2 separate regions of the Pan troglodytes genome follow, and region 2 is linked to region 1. A link is a contact called in public Hi-C data. All regions are on one chromosome and are shown on one strand. The core of a region is the stretch at or near the end of the contact, and the rest is flanking DNA. Distances in the headings are between cores, read along the strand shown.

The links. Hi-C and Micro-C count contacts between places; a contact is called where the count stands out from the background.
Region 2: a Hi-C map of induced pluripotent stem cells shows a contact between it and region 1, with 3 times the contacts expected there. The contact joins the promoter of UPK2 here to the promoter of TREH in region 1. A contact is called at or near these places in 5 of 7 Hi-C or Micro-C datasets (blood, induced pluripotent stem cells, a lymphoblastoid cell line and 1 more) and 1 of 1 other capture datasets (stem cell-derived neural stem cells).

The regions. Positions count from the first base shown.
Region 1 is chr9:120,620,159-120,626,252 of NHGRI_mPanTro3-v2.0_pri, reverse strand. TREH (trehalase) reads left to right here and starts at 2,015. Exons shown (of 14, transcript XM_054662761.2): 1 at 2,015-2,199. The coding sequence starts at 2,111.
Region 2 is chr9:120,896,022-120,901,805 of NHGRI_mPanTro3-v2.0_pri, reverse strand. It overlaps UPK2 (uroplakin 2), which reads right to left and starts at 2,633. Exons shown (of 5, transcript XM_016922108.3): 1 at 1,827-2,633; 2 at 1,239-1,370; 3 at 907-1,045; 4 at 584-654; 5 at 1-139. The coding sequence starts at 1,902. The coding sequence ends at 3.

The sequences.
Region 1 (6,094 bases), core at 766-3,265:
GGTTGCACAGCATTGTGAATGTAATAAAAGGAAATTGAATTGTACACTTAAAAATTGTTGACCAGGCATGGTGGCTCACACCTGTAATCCCAATACATTGGGAGGATGAGGCAGGAGGATTGCTTGAGCTCAGGAGTTCCACACCAGCCTGGACAACACAGGGAGACCCAATCTCTAAAAAATATATATATATTTTTTTAATTTAAAAATTAGTTGGGCATGGTGGCATGTGCCTGTGGTCCCAGCTGCTCAGGAGGCTGAGGTGGGAGATTCCCTTAAACCTGAGAGATCAAGGCTGCAGTGAGCTGTGATGGAGCCACTGCACTCCAGCCTGGGCAACAGAGCGAGACCCTGTCTCAAAAAACAAAGCAAACAAAAAAAACAATGCCAGCTGCCCACATTACTGGGTGGAGCTATCTGAACCTTTACTAGTTCAGAGTGGTGCCTGATTCATGAGTCATTTCTTTGCTTGAATAAATGGTTACATTTAATTTGTCTAAGGTTTTTCTTTTTAATAGCAGTAAACACTGCTCAGGTGCCACAACTGACATCCTTAACTGCAAACCTAAGTCCTTCAGGAGAGGTCATGCCTATCATTAAACTCCATGTGCCTTGCCCACCCCCTGTCCCCTGTCCCTTCAGCTCACCTTCCATATGTTGAGGGGATGAGCCTCCTAAAGTAACCGAATCTGCTTTTTTTTTTTTTGAGACAGAGTCTTACTCTGTCGCCCAGGCTGGAGTGCAGTGGCATGATCTCGGCTCACTACAACCTCTGTCTCCCGAGTTCAAGCGATTCTCCCACCTCAGCCTCCTGAGGAGCTGGGATTACAGGCACCCGCCATCATGCCCAGCTAATTTTTGTATTTTTGTAGAGACAGGGTTTCACCATGTTGGCCAGGCTGGTCTTGAACTCCTGACCTCAGGTGATCCACCCGCCTCGGCTTCCCAAAGTGGTGGGATTACAGGCATGAGCCACTGCACCCAGCCTGAATCTGCTTCTTAAGCTCACAAACTTCTCTGCTGGTTCCACTTTGGGGAATTACAAGGAATTACATTCCTTGGCTTGGCAAAGACCATTTCCAGACTGGTGCCAACATGTTCCTCCAGCCTATCTCAAAACCCTTCCCTGCATGAACACCAAGTTCTCTGCAGCTAGGCTGAGGGGTTTGCTCTTCTCTTCACATGCTCTGTATACATTGTAGTGGTCTCCAGCCCATTCCCTTGGCAAACTCCTATGCAATCATCAAGACTCATTAGGACTGGCGCAGTGGCTCATGCCTGTAATCCCAGCACTTTGGGAGGCCAAGGCGAGCGGATCATGAGGTCAAGAGATTGAGACCATCCTGGCCAACACAGTGAAACCCCGTCTCTACTAAAAATACAAAAACTAGCTGGGCGTGGTGGCGGGCACCTGTAGTCCCAGCTATTCAGGATGCTGAGGGAGGAGAATTGCTTGAACCCGGGAGGGGGAGGTGGCAGTGAGCTGAGATCACGCCACTGCACTCCAGCCTAGCAACAGAGTGAAACTCAGTCTCAAAAAAAAAAAAAAAAAAAGACTCATTACAAATGACACACTATTGTGGGTCTCCCTTAGTCCTCCCCAGACAGAATGGTTCTACTGTCCTGTGCTTCCACTGTATCTCTTGCAGATAACAGTGAGAGTCCCTGAATTTCACACCACACCAGGGACAGGATCTTGAGCCATTCCATCTGAAATGTTAAGGGAAATGGTAACTCTCTGAGGTTGGTGGTCTTGGGGCCACCCAAGGAACCTGGCATCCAGGTTACAGGTATGTGGCCTCGACTGTGTCCCTGGCCTTTGGGTGCCCACTCCCCACCCCCACCCCCATGCTCTGAGGGAAGGGCCTGAGCCATCGGCACCAGCTGAGATTGTGAAATAGAAGAGGCAAAGTAGAAGCAGGGGAGGTGGCCACTGTGCCCTGAGAGCAGGAGGGGCAAGCGGGCCACACACAGACCAAGCACACATCCCCTCAGGTGGCCACGCCTCAAAGGCTGGACTTTGGCCGACTTGGACAGGCAGGTGAGCCAGGCTGTGCCCAGCAAGCCGAAGGTGCCTGGGCTTGCTCATTCAGTCACAGTCACAGCCACCATGCCAGGGAGGACCTGGGAACTGTGCCTGCTACTGCTGCTGGGGCTGGGACCGGGGTCCCAGGAGGCCCTACCCCCACCCTGTGAGAGGTAGGGGTGTGGGGAAGGCAGCAGGGGAGGATGGCAATAAGAGGGAGGCTGGGATGAGATCTCAAGCTCTGGGGTTGGTACTTCAGAGGGAAAGGAAGAGATTATAAAGGAAGGAAAGAGTAGGGAAGAGAAGAAAATGAGAATTCCTATGTAGCAGGCTCTGTGCTGGGCACTGCACCTGCAGTCTGTTTTTTTTTTTGTTGTTGTTAAGAGTCTTGCTCGGTCGTCCAGGTGGAGTACAGTGGCACCATCTCCACTCACTGCAGCCTAGACCTCCCGGGTTCAAGAGACTCTTGTGCCTCAGCCTCCTGAGTAGCTGGGATCACAGGCATGCACCACCACGCCCAGCCTGTCATTGATTTTTACCAACATTTTCTACCTTTGGAAGGGACATTAGGCTTGGCGACTGTGCTGGGAATACAAGCGTGAGCCACTGCCCCCTGCCAGGACCTGCAGTCCTGATACCAGATGCAGCTGTCAGAGCCTGGCCTGAGGTCCAAGAGCCTGCTGGCCAGAGCCCGCCCTCCCTTCCTCTCCTCCTCCAAGCTGCCCCTTGAACTGTGCAGGCCTCTTCTGAGGATTGTTCTAGCAAACTTTCTGCTCCAGCTTCCTAGTCTGGGTGTGAGGGGCGGCCTAAGGGCCTGACCACAGCACCCGGGCTCGAGCCCTGACCCTAATACTCTCTCTGTGACCCAGGGCAGGTCAAGTCTCTTTCCTGAGCCTGAGTTTCCATCACCAGGGACAGAGATGAGTGACCCTGTCCTGTCTCCTGGACTCAGGCAATGTCCACCCTTCGTTCCACATGGATTTATGGAGCTGTGGCCACATAAGCCACTTTACCAGCTCCTGCAAGAACAATAATAATAGAAGAAAAACAGCTGGGCACGGTGGCTCACACCTGTAATCCCAGCACTTTAGGAGGCCAAGGTGGGAGCTATCATCTGAGGTCAGGAGTTCGAGACCAGCCTGGCCAACATGGTGAAACCCCATCTCTATGAAAAATACAAAATTAGCCGGGCATGGTGGCGCACGCCTGTAATCCCAGCTACTCAGGAGATTGAGGCAGGAGAGTCGCTTGAACTCGGGAGGTGGAGGTTGCAGTGAGCCAAGATCACGCCATTGCACTCCAGTTGGGGCAACAAGAGCAAAACTCTGTCCCAAATAATAATAATAATAGAAGCAAAACAGTAACAGAAGCACAGTTTGAAGTAGAGAGAAGTTAGGACCCGCTGGTGTGGGTGAGCAGAGGGTGTGTTAGAGAGGATGGGGAGGGACGGTGTCTCTGAGGAGGTGATGTGTGAGCAGAATTGTGGCAGGAACCATTGCTGAGCTGATCTGGGAGAGGACAGTCCAGGCACAGAAAGGGCCGTGCAGAGGCCCGGAGGCGCTGTTCAGGGATTGGGAAGAAGGCCTGTGTGATTGGGGCAGAGTGGGAACAGGTCCAGGGAGAGCGGGGCTCCAGGCAACAAGGTTTGGGCTTGGGCTCCAGTGGTTAGACTAGAGACAGATACAAGGGGTTCAATAGGGGGTGTGTGTTACAGGGAGAGTTGACAGTGCTTGCCCATGACAATTGTGGAGTATAAAGGGGAAAAGTGTACCTGGGATAATTAATAGGTTTTGTCCTGAGCAATTGTAATGAGGACTTCAGAGAGTCTGGGTGGTCCAGTGCTTTGTCAAGCATTAGGCTGTTTGCCAAATGTAGGGGAAGATGACTTTATTGGTGTTCCCTAAGACCAACCTCAGGCCAGTGATTCACTAACACTTCCAAATGGTTATACCATGATTATGGTTTCGTTTTTTTTTTTTTCTTTTCTCGAGACGGAGTCTCGTTCTGTCGCCAGGTTGGAGTGCAGTGGTGCAATCTCGGCTTGCCGCAACCTCCATCTTCTGGGTTCAAGTGATTCTCCTGCCTCAGCCTCCCCAGTAGCTGGGACTACAGGCACCCGCCACCACGCCCAGCTAATTTTTGTATTTTTAGCAGAGACGGAGGTGTTGCCGTGTTGGCAAGAATGGTCTCAATCTCTTGTCCTTGTGATCCGCCTGCCTCGGCCTCCCAAAGTGCCGGGATTACAGGCATGAACCACCGTGCCCAGCCTTGATTATGGTTTCTTACAGTGAAAAGATACCATGTTAAAGCCATCAAAGGTTAAATATTCTAGGGCCAAGTCCAGGAGAAAATAATCTCAATCTTCCAGTTTTTCCTCTCTCAGTGGATTTATATGGACAGCACTTGATTTTTCCAGCAATAACATGTGACAGCACACGTGAAGTATTGCCAGTCACAAAAGTTCACCTGAGTCTTGGTGTCCAGTGTTTTTATTGGAGGTCAGTGATGAAAGCGTGGACTACCTGTGTGGCTGACCTCAGTTACTCACTCTCCAGAGTTCAAACTGATACTGGGTGGCCAAAGGCCCCTGCCACAAATCACATTATCAGCATCAAATATCTGGCATGGCCCAAGGCCCCAGAAAAACAAAGACTTACCAGGCAGCATATTTCGGTAATTTAAATCTCATCTCTCAGGGCTGGTCACAGGCCAGAACTTTCTCTGAAATGTGCAGGGTTTGAACACAGCAGACCTGCTGAGTCAATCCTTTCATGCATAAGCCACTTCTTGTATAATGAGGAATTTGTTTCATTTTTGTCTTGGGTTCCTCCAAAGTAACCTCTAAGCTCTTGGAATCTCCCAAGTGATAGGAATGTCTGTTATTAATAGTGGTCCCTGATTAGTGTTTTTTTTTGTTTTTTGTTTTTTTTTTTTTGAGACGGAATCTAGCTCTGTTGCTAGGCTGGAGTGCAGTGGTGAGATTTTGGCTCAATGCAACCTCTGCCCCCAAGGTTCAAGTGATTTTCCTGCCTCAGCCTCCCAAGTAGCTGGGACTATAGGCACACACCACCACGCCTGGCTAATTTTTGTATTTTTAGTAGAGATGGGGTTTCACCATGTTGGCCAGGCTGGTCTTAAACTCCTGACCTCAAGCAATCCACCCACATTGGCCTCACAAAGTGCTGGGATTACAGGCATGAGTCACTGCACCTGGCCTGATTGCTTTTCGAGACAGGGTGTCACTCTGTCACCCAGGCTGGAGTGCAGTGGTGCAGTCATGGCTCACTGCAGCCTCAATCTCTCTGGGCTAGGTGATCCTCCCACCTTGGCCTCTTGAATAGCTGGGACTAGGTGTGTGCCACCACGCCTGGCTAATTTTTGTATTTTTTGTAGAGATGGGGTTTTGCCATGTTTCCCAGGCTCTTGGTAGCTTTTGTTAATGAGGTGACTTATGGTGGGTCCCTAGACAGCTTCTGCTAACAAGATGACTCCACATGAAGGCAGGCCGTGCCAGAAAGGCCAAGCGTGTGTGTAGAGGGTTGGGGTTTTTGTCCACATGATATCAGCCCAACTTCTCAACCCTTCAGGGAGGAGAAGGGGCTGGAGATGGAGTTCAATTACATGATCAATGATTCAATCAATCATGCCTATGTCATGAAACCCCAATAAAAACTCTGGACTTCAAAGTCCTGTTAAGTAGGCTGGGCACAGTGGCTCATGCCTGTAATCCCAACACTTTGGGAGGCCGAGGTGGGTGGATCACTTGAGGCCAGGCGTTTGAGAGCAGCCTGGCCAACATGGTGAAACCCTGTCTCTACCAAAAATGCCAAAAATTAGCAGGGTGTGGTGGTGCATGCCTGTAATCCCAGCTATTGAGGAGGCTAAGACGTGAGAATCACTTGAACCTGGGAGGTGGAGGTTGCAGTGAGTTGAGATTGCACCACTGCACTCCAGCCTAGGTGACAGAGTGAGACCCTGTCTCAACAAACAAACAAATAAAACAAATAAATACCAAGTCCTGGTTGGTGAACACATTGATGAGCCAGGAGGGGAAACGTCCTGGTTCCA
Region 2 (5,784 bases), core at 1,384-3,883, 270 kb before region 1:
CCTCACTTGCGGGAGCCCAGTGCCAGGGCAATGATGAAGCCCAGCACCAGCAGGAACATGGCGACAGAGAGCAGCACTGTGATGACCACCATGCCCCCTGTGCGGGCCATACCCAGCCCAATGGATTCCACGTTCCTTCCTGTCAAAAGAGAGAGAGGGGAGACCACTGTGGGCGGGAGAGACCCCCAGCCTGCCTGAGGCTCACGGCCTCACACTCATCCAGCCAACAGACTGCCCAACCAGCCAGCCAGCCAGCCAGCCAGCCAGCCAGCCAGCCAACCAACCAACCAACCAACCAACCAACCAGCTGATGGATCCAAACACCCATCACATAGACATTTATGAAGCATCTCCTATGTCAGCCGCTGAGGAAAAGTTAAGAGGACACAGTCCCTGCCCACGAGGAACCTTTAGCTGAGTGTGCAGTAGCCATGCCGAAGGTTCCGTGCTAGGATAGAGGTAAGCAGGGGCCCCGAGGGCGCACGGGGAGGCACAGGCAACCCAGACTGGGGATGAGGCAGGAATGGTCAGGGAAGTGTTTGTGGCCGCTGAGATGGGAAAGGGAGGCGGGAGTGTTACTTACGAGGGAGTGTGGACATTGGGATCTCTCTGCTGGACTCAGTGGCTGTCCCCTTCTTCACTAGGTAGGAAATGCTTTTGTGGTTTGGGAGAGAGTAGAGAACCCTCAGTGAGTATCTGGGACTTACAGGAAGAGGGGCTCCAGCCTGGGCCACCTACCCTCACAGCTGTGTCTCCCCTATGTGCACTCCTCCAAGAGGCCCAGCTTTCACCCCCTTTTGCTGTGCCCTCACCCTCTCCTCATGCCCACCAGATCTCCCCCACACTAGCTTCTCTCTCTTCCTGCACCCCCTTCCCTAGGTGCCTCAGGCTGGACCCAGTACCTACTAGAATTTGGTTCCTGGCACGAGGTTTGTCACCTGGTATGCACTGAGCCGAGTGACTGTGAAGCCAGCACCACTGTCCACCACACTCACCAGTTCCCTGCGCCCACGGCACGGAGGCACCACAAAGCTGGACGTCACCACTGGGCAGAAGTTGGGGGAGGAGAAGACTGGGTCAAGTTTCTGGAGGCCCCAAGGAGAAGGGGCAGCTTTTAGAGTGTGGGTACCCCAGGAGACGGGTGGACAGGAAGGCATGAATGGGGAAAGGGGTGCAGAGGGTGTCGCAGGAAGGGGTCTTTGGGGACTAGAGGAATGCCTTGGGAGAAGGTAGCAGACCTTTGCTGTCATTGGCTCTCCGGACCATCAGTGTGGCATTGCCTCCTGTGAGGTGACAGGGGGGCAAGGCAACCAGCAGGCTCTCCGTTAGCGCCGGGGACAGCAGACCAGAGAGGCTTGAGATGTTGAAGTCTGATGGGAGGCAGGAGGGAGCTCTGATGGGGACTGACCCCTCCTGGCCAACAGATCTGGCCCGGTCCCATTGGAGCCATCTCCCTTTCCACTCTGTGAACCCTGGGCAGAACAGCCAGGCCTGTGCCGGTATGACCACCAGGTGGCAGGCTTGGGCTGCAGAAGCTGCACCCTCCACCAAGCGGTCCCCAGAGCCAGATCCTGGATGCCAGGAGTCGGGCAGCGCCCAACCTCACCCCTCCCTGCAGCCTCGGATCCTTGCCCACACCTCTCTGCCTCCTAGGTCTGGAGGAGGATCAGGAGTGTGCCCTGAGCCCAGTGTCTGATACCCAGTCACTGCCATCACCAGCCCTGACTCCCAACTGTCCAGACCTCTCTTTGAGAGCCCTGGAAGGTACAGTGCTCCCTGTCCAGGCCCCCAGCCCCCTTCCCACCCCTGCCAGAGATGGAAGAGACCTGCAGCCCCTGGGGACAGCACAGCCAGCAGAATCAGGATCAAGGGCAAGGTCCGGATGGGCAGCAGGGGTGCCATGCTGGGCTGGGAGGTGGAATAGGTGCTGGCAGGCTGGGGTTCCTGAGGCGAGTGAGGCCCTGCCCCTGGGGTGGCTGATTTTGTCCTGGGGGTGGGAGGGGCTGGAGGGGAATCCAGTCCAACCTGCCCCTTGGGCCCTATAGCCTCAAAGGGGTGGGGAGAGCAGACAGGTTTTTCAGGATGGGGAGCTGGCCCTCAGGCCAGGAGGGAGGATGCCCTGGCTGGGTCTTGATGGTGTAACTAAGGTGGGGAAAGAAATCACCCCTTCTTCTGGGACTCCTGTGCATAAGGCAGTGTTCCTGTGTGCACGGGCATCTGGAGACTGGCCAGTCCTTGGAGGACTGCTCCCCCGATGTGGTGGGGGTCTTTCCCCCACCCCTCAGAAGGGTGATGAGTTTGGAAGTTGCCCTGATATGTAGGAAGAGAACACTCCAAGGGGCTACTGAAAGGGCCTTGAGTGGGTAAGAATGGGAGAGAAACATTCTGGTGGGGAGGGGCAGCAGACCGAGGGTTTCAATTCTTGGAGTGCACTGAGGCTTAGGTACTGCTGCTCTGGGAGAGGCAGGGGCTGTGGGGGCCAGGGAGCACATGTGGTTTCAGATTCCTCTGGAGGGTGGGGATGAAGGTGGCCATGGAAGACTTCTGGAGAGACCAGAGAGACAGACATTGACCCTGGCCAGCAGGGGTTGGGGGTGGGCACAGTCAGCCTTGGGCAGCAACCATTTGTTGAACTGAGAATGAAGAAAAGAGACCTCGTAAGATAACATGAAAAAGAGACAGAACTTCCCTGACTGCCTCCTCCAGCCCTGGGCTACATCAGAAAGAAGCAGAGGAGTTCTGAGCAGAGGGAGAGGAGAGGAGTCAGGACTTCTTCTGGGCCCTGGGCAGGGGTTCTGTGTGCTCCATTGTAGCCCTACAGCCATCCTGGGTGGTAGATGGTACTGGCTTCCTTTTGTAATAGAACTGAGGCCAGGCACAGTGGCTCATGCCTGTAATCTCAACACTTTGGGAGGCCAAGGTGGGAGGATCACTCGAGGCCAGGAGTTCAAGACCAGCCTAGGCAACACAGAGAGACTGATCTCTATTAAAATAGAAAAGAGATCAGCCGGGCGTGGTGGCTCATGCCTGTAATCCCAGCACTTTGGGAGGCTGAGGCAGTTGGATCACCTGAGGTCAGGAGTTCGAGACCAGCTTGGACAGCATGGTGAAACCCCATCTCTTCTAAAAATACAAGAAATTAGCTGGGTGTGGTGGTGCACACCTGTAATCCCAGCTACTCAGGAGGCTGAGACAGGAGAAACACTTGAACCCAGGAGGTGGAGGTTGCAGTGAGCCGAGATTGTGCCACTGCACTCCAGCCTGGGCAGCTGAGTGAAACTCTGTCTCAGAAAATTGAGAAAGAGAGAGAGAGAGAGAAGTGGAAACTGAGACTCAGACACATAGAGTTACTTGTGGAAAGTGGAATACTTTGTCGGGAGAGGCTGTAGAACTTCCAGAAGCCTGAGAGCTGTACAGAGACTGTTGCTGTATATCTGTTTGCTCCACGAACTATTCTATCTTCCTCAGTCCCAGGGAAGCTTAGGGTCCTGGTAGGAATGTGAGGGAGGTTGTGTCCTTACCGCCAAGGTGGGAAGGGTAGGCTCAAAGTTTGGGGTGAGTGGAGAATGACAGTAAAGGAAGAACTCATGGGCCTAAGCAGAGAGTAGGAGGGTCTTACGCCAGTGCATCTCCAAATTTAATATGCGTATGAATTACCAGGGATCTTGTTAAGATGCAGCTTCTCATGCAGTCATGCAGTGGGTCTGGGGTGAAGTCTGAAATTCTGCATTTTTTTTTTTTTTTGAGACAGAGTCTCGCTGTGTCACCCAGGCTGGAGTGCAGTGGCGTGATCTCGGCTCACTGCAACCTCTGCCTCCCAGGTTCAAACGATTCTCCTGCCTCAGCCTCCTGAGTAACTGGGATTATAGGCATGTGCCACCACTCCCAGCTAATTTTTGTATTTTTAGTAGAGATGAGGTTTCACCATGTTGGCCAGGCTGGTCTCAAACTCCTGACCACAAGTGATCCACCCGCCTTGGCCTCCCAGAGTGTTGGGATTACAGGTGTGAGCCACCGTGCCCAATCAATTCTGCATTTCTAGTGACTTCCCCGTAACACCGATGATGCCGGTCTGAAAGGCCCACACCTGGAGTTGCCAGCTGCTCTGTATTGGTAAACAGCATCCCCACCCCCAGCTGGATCCTCTTCCACGGACATCAGGGATCAGGGCAGGTGTTCCTTCCCAATCTGCCCGAACAGGCTGCTTTTGGGTGAAGAATTTGGTTCTGTTTTTCCTGCACCTTGGCTTTTGATTCCACCACCACTGCACAAACGGAAAGAGGATCTCTTGCACATTAAGGACAACTTGGGAGAGAGGGGACAGATTAAATGATGGAATGCCAGGGTGAGGGGATCTTCCTGGTACTCCTCAAAACCTGTCACCCACCAGTAAGTTGTTTACACTTGAACTTGGGAGGTCTTTCTGCTCATTCACAACCCAGAAGCAGAAAGAAGAGGTTGGGTTTATTGCAGGGTGGGTTGAGTTGGGTCCACTCTTAAGCCCCCATCCCCATCTAAAATTATGAGTGGGACAGAGTGGAGTAGGGGAGGGCAGATCTCTGATCAGATTTTAAAGGGATAAGAGGGCCCTGTGCCTTTAAGCTCTCCCTTCTCCCTCCAATCCCCCCACCACCTTCCCCACCCCAGCCCTCCCCAGGTTTCTGGAGGAGCGGGGAGTTGCGTCTTCTCCCTGCCCTGCCGAGCTGCTCACTGGCTGCTCTGGAGGCTGTGCTTTGCGGTCTCCATGGAAACCATTAGTTGCTAAGCAACTGGAGCATCATCTGTGCTGAGCTCTCGCATCTAATTATCCCATCACAGCGGCCGAGAAGGGTTTGGGGAGCTGAGAGGAGGGGGAGGCCAAGCACAGGAGCAAGAGCATAACTCTTTTAGCAGAGCAGATTCATTGACAATGCTGAAGTCAGTTAAAGCCACAGCACCATGTTCCTCTGGAGGATTTCCCAATGGCTTGGAGTAAGGGAACCAGGGCCACATGCCTGAAGTCTCTGTCTTGGACCCACTCTTTCTAGGCTGTCTCCTCCTTGGATTCTTGATTCTAAACTCTCTTGAGTTCCCTCCCCTGCCTCCTTTCTTCCAAATCTCCTATTCAAGCGCTCCTATTGCGTACCAACTATGTCCTTGGAACTGCACTAGCCACCAGGGATATAAAGGTAAGATAAGTTTCTGGCCTCAGGGAGCTCTTAACAGTTCTAGTCTGCTCAGCCTAGAAGACTATCTCCTAAAACAAACTTCTTTCTGGACTGCGGCACCTTTTTTTTTTTTTTTTTTTCCACTTGAACTATGGCAGTTCTTCAACCAGGAGAGCTGGGATCAGAACCCAGGTCTGTCTGACATGCCCAGGGTTCTCCTTCCAGAGTGCCACTCTCTGCCTCCCAGTCAATTAGAAAAACATGTCTACTTGGCTGCATGGCCATGTCAGCCTCTGATGGCAGCTACTGTCCTCTTGTTGATGAGATACCATGTAACTTTAGGTGGACTTCAATGTTCTCACATTTAAAATGGAAGACTTGGCCAGGCGCGGTGGCTCACGCCTGTAATCCCAGCAGTTTGGGTGGATTACCTGAGGTCAGGAGTTTGAGACCAGCCTGGCCAACATGGTGAAACCCTGTCTCTACTAAAAATACAAAAATCAGCCGGGTGTGGTGATGCATGCCTGTAATCCCAGCTACTTGGGAGGCTGAGGCAGGAGAATCGCTTGAATCCAGGAGGTGGAACTTGCAGTGAGCTGAAATCATGCCACTGCACTCCAGCCTAGGCAACAGAGCG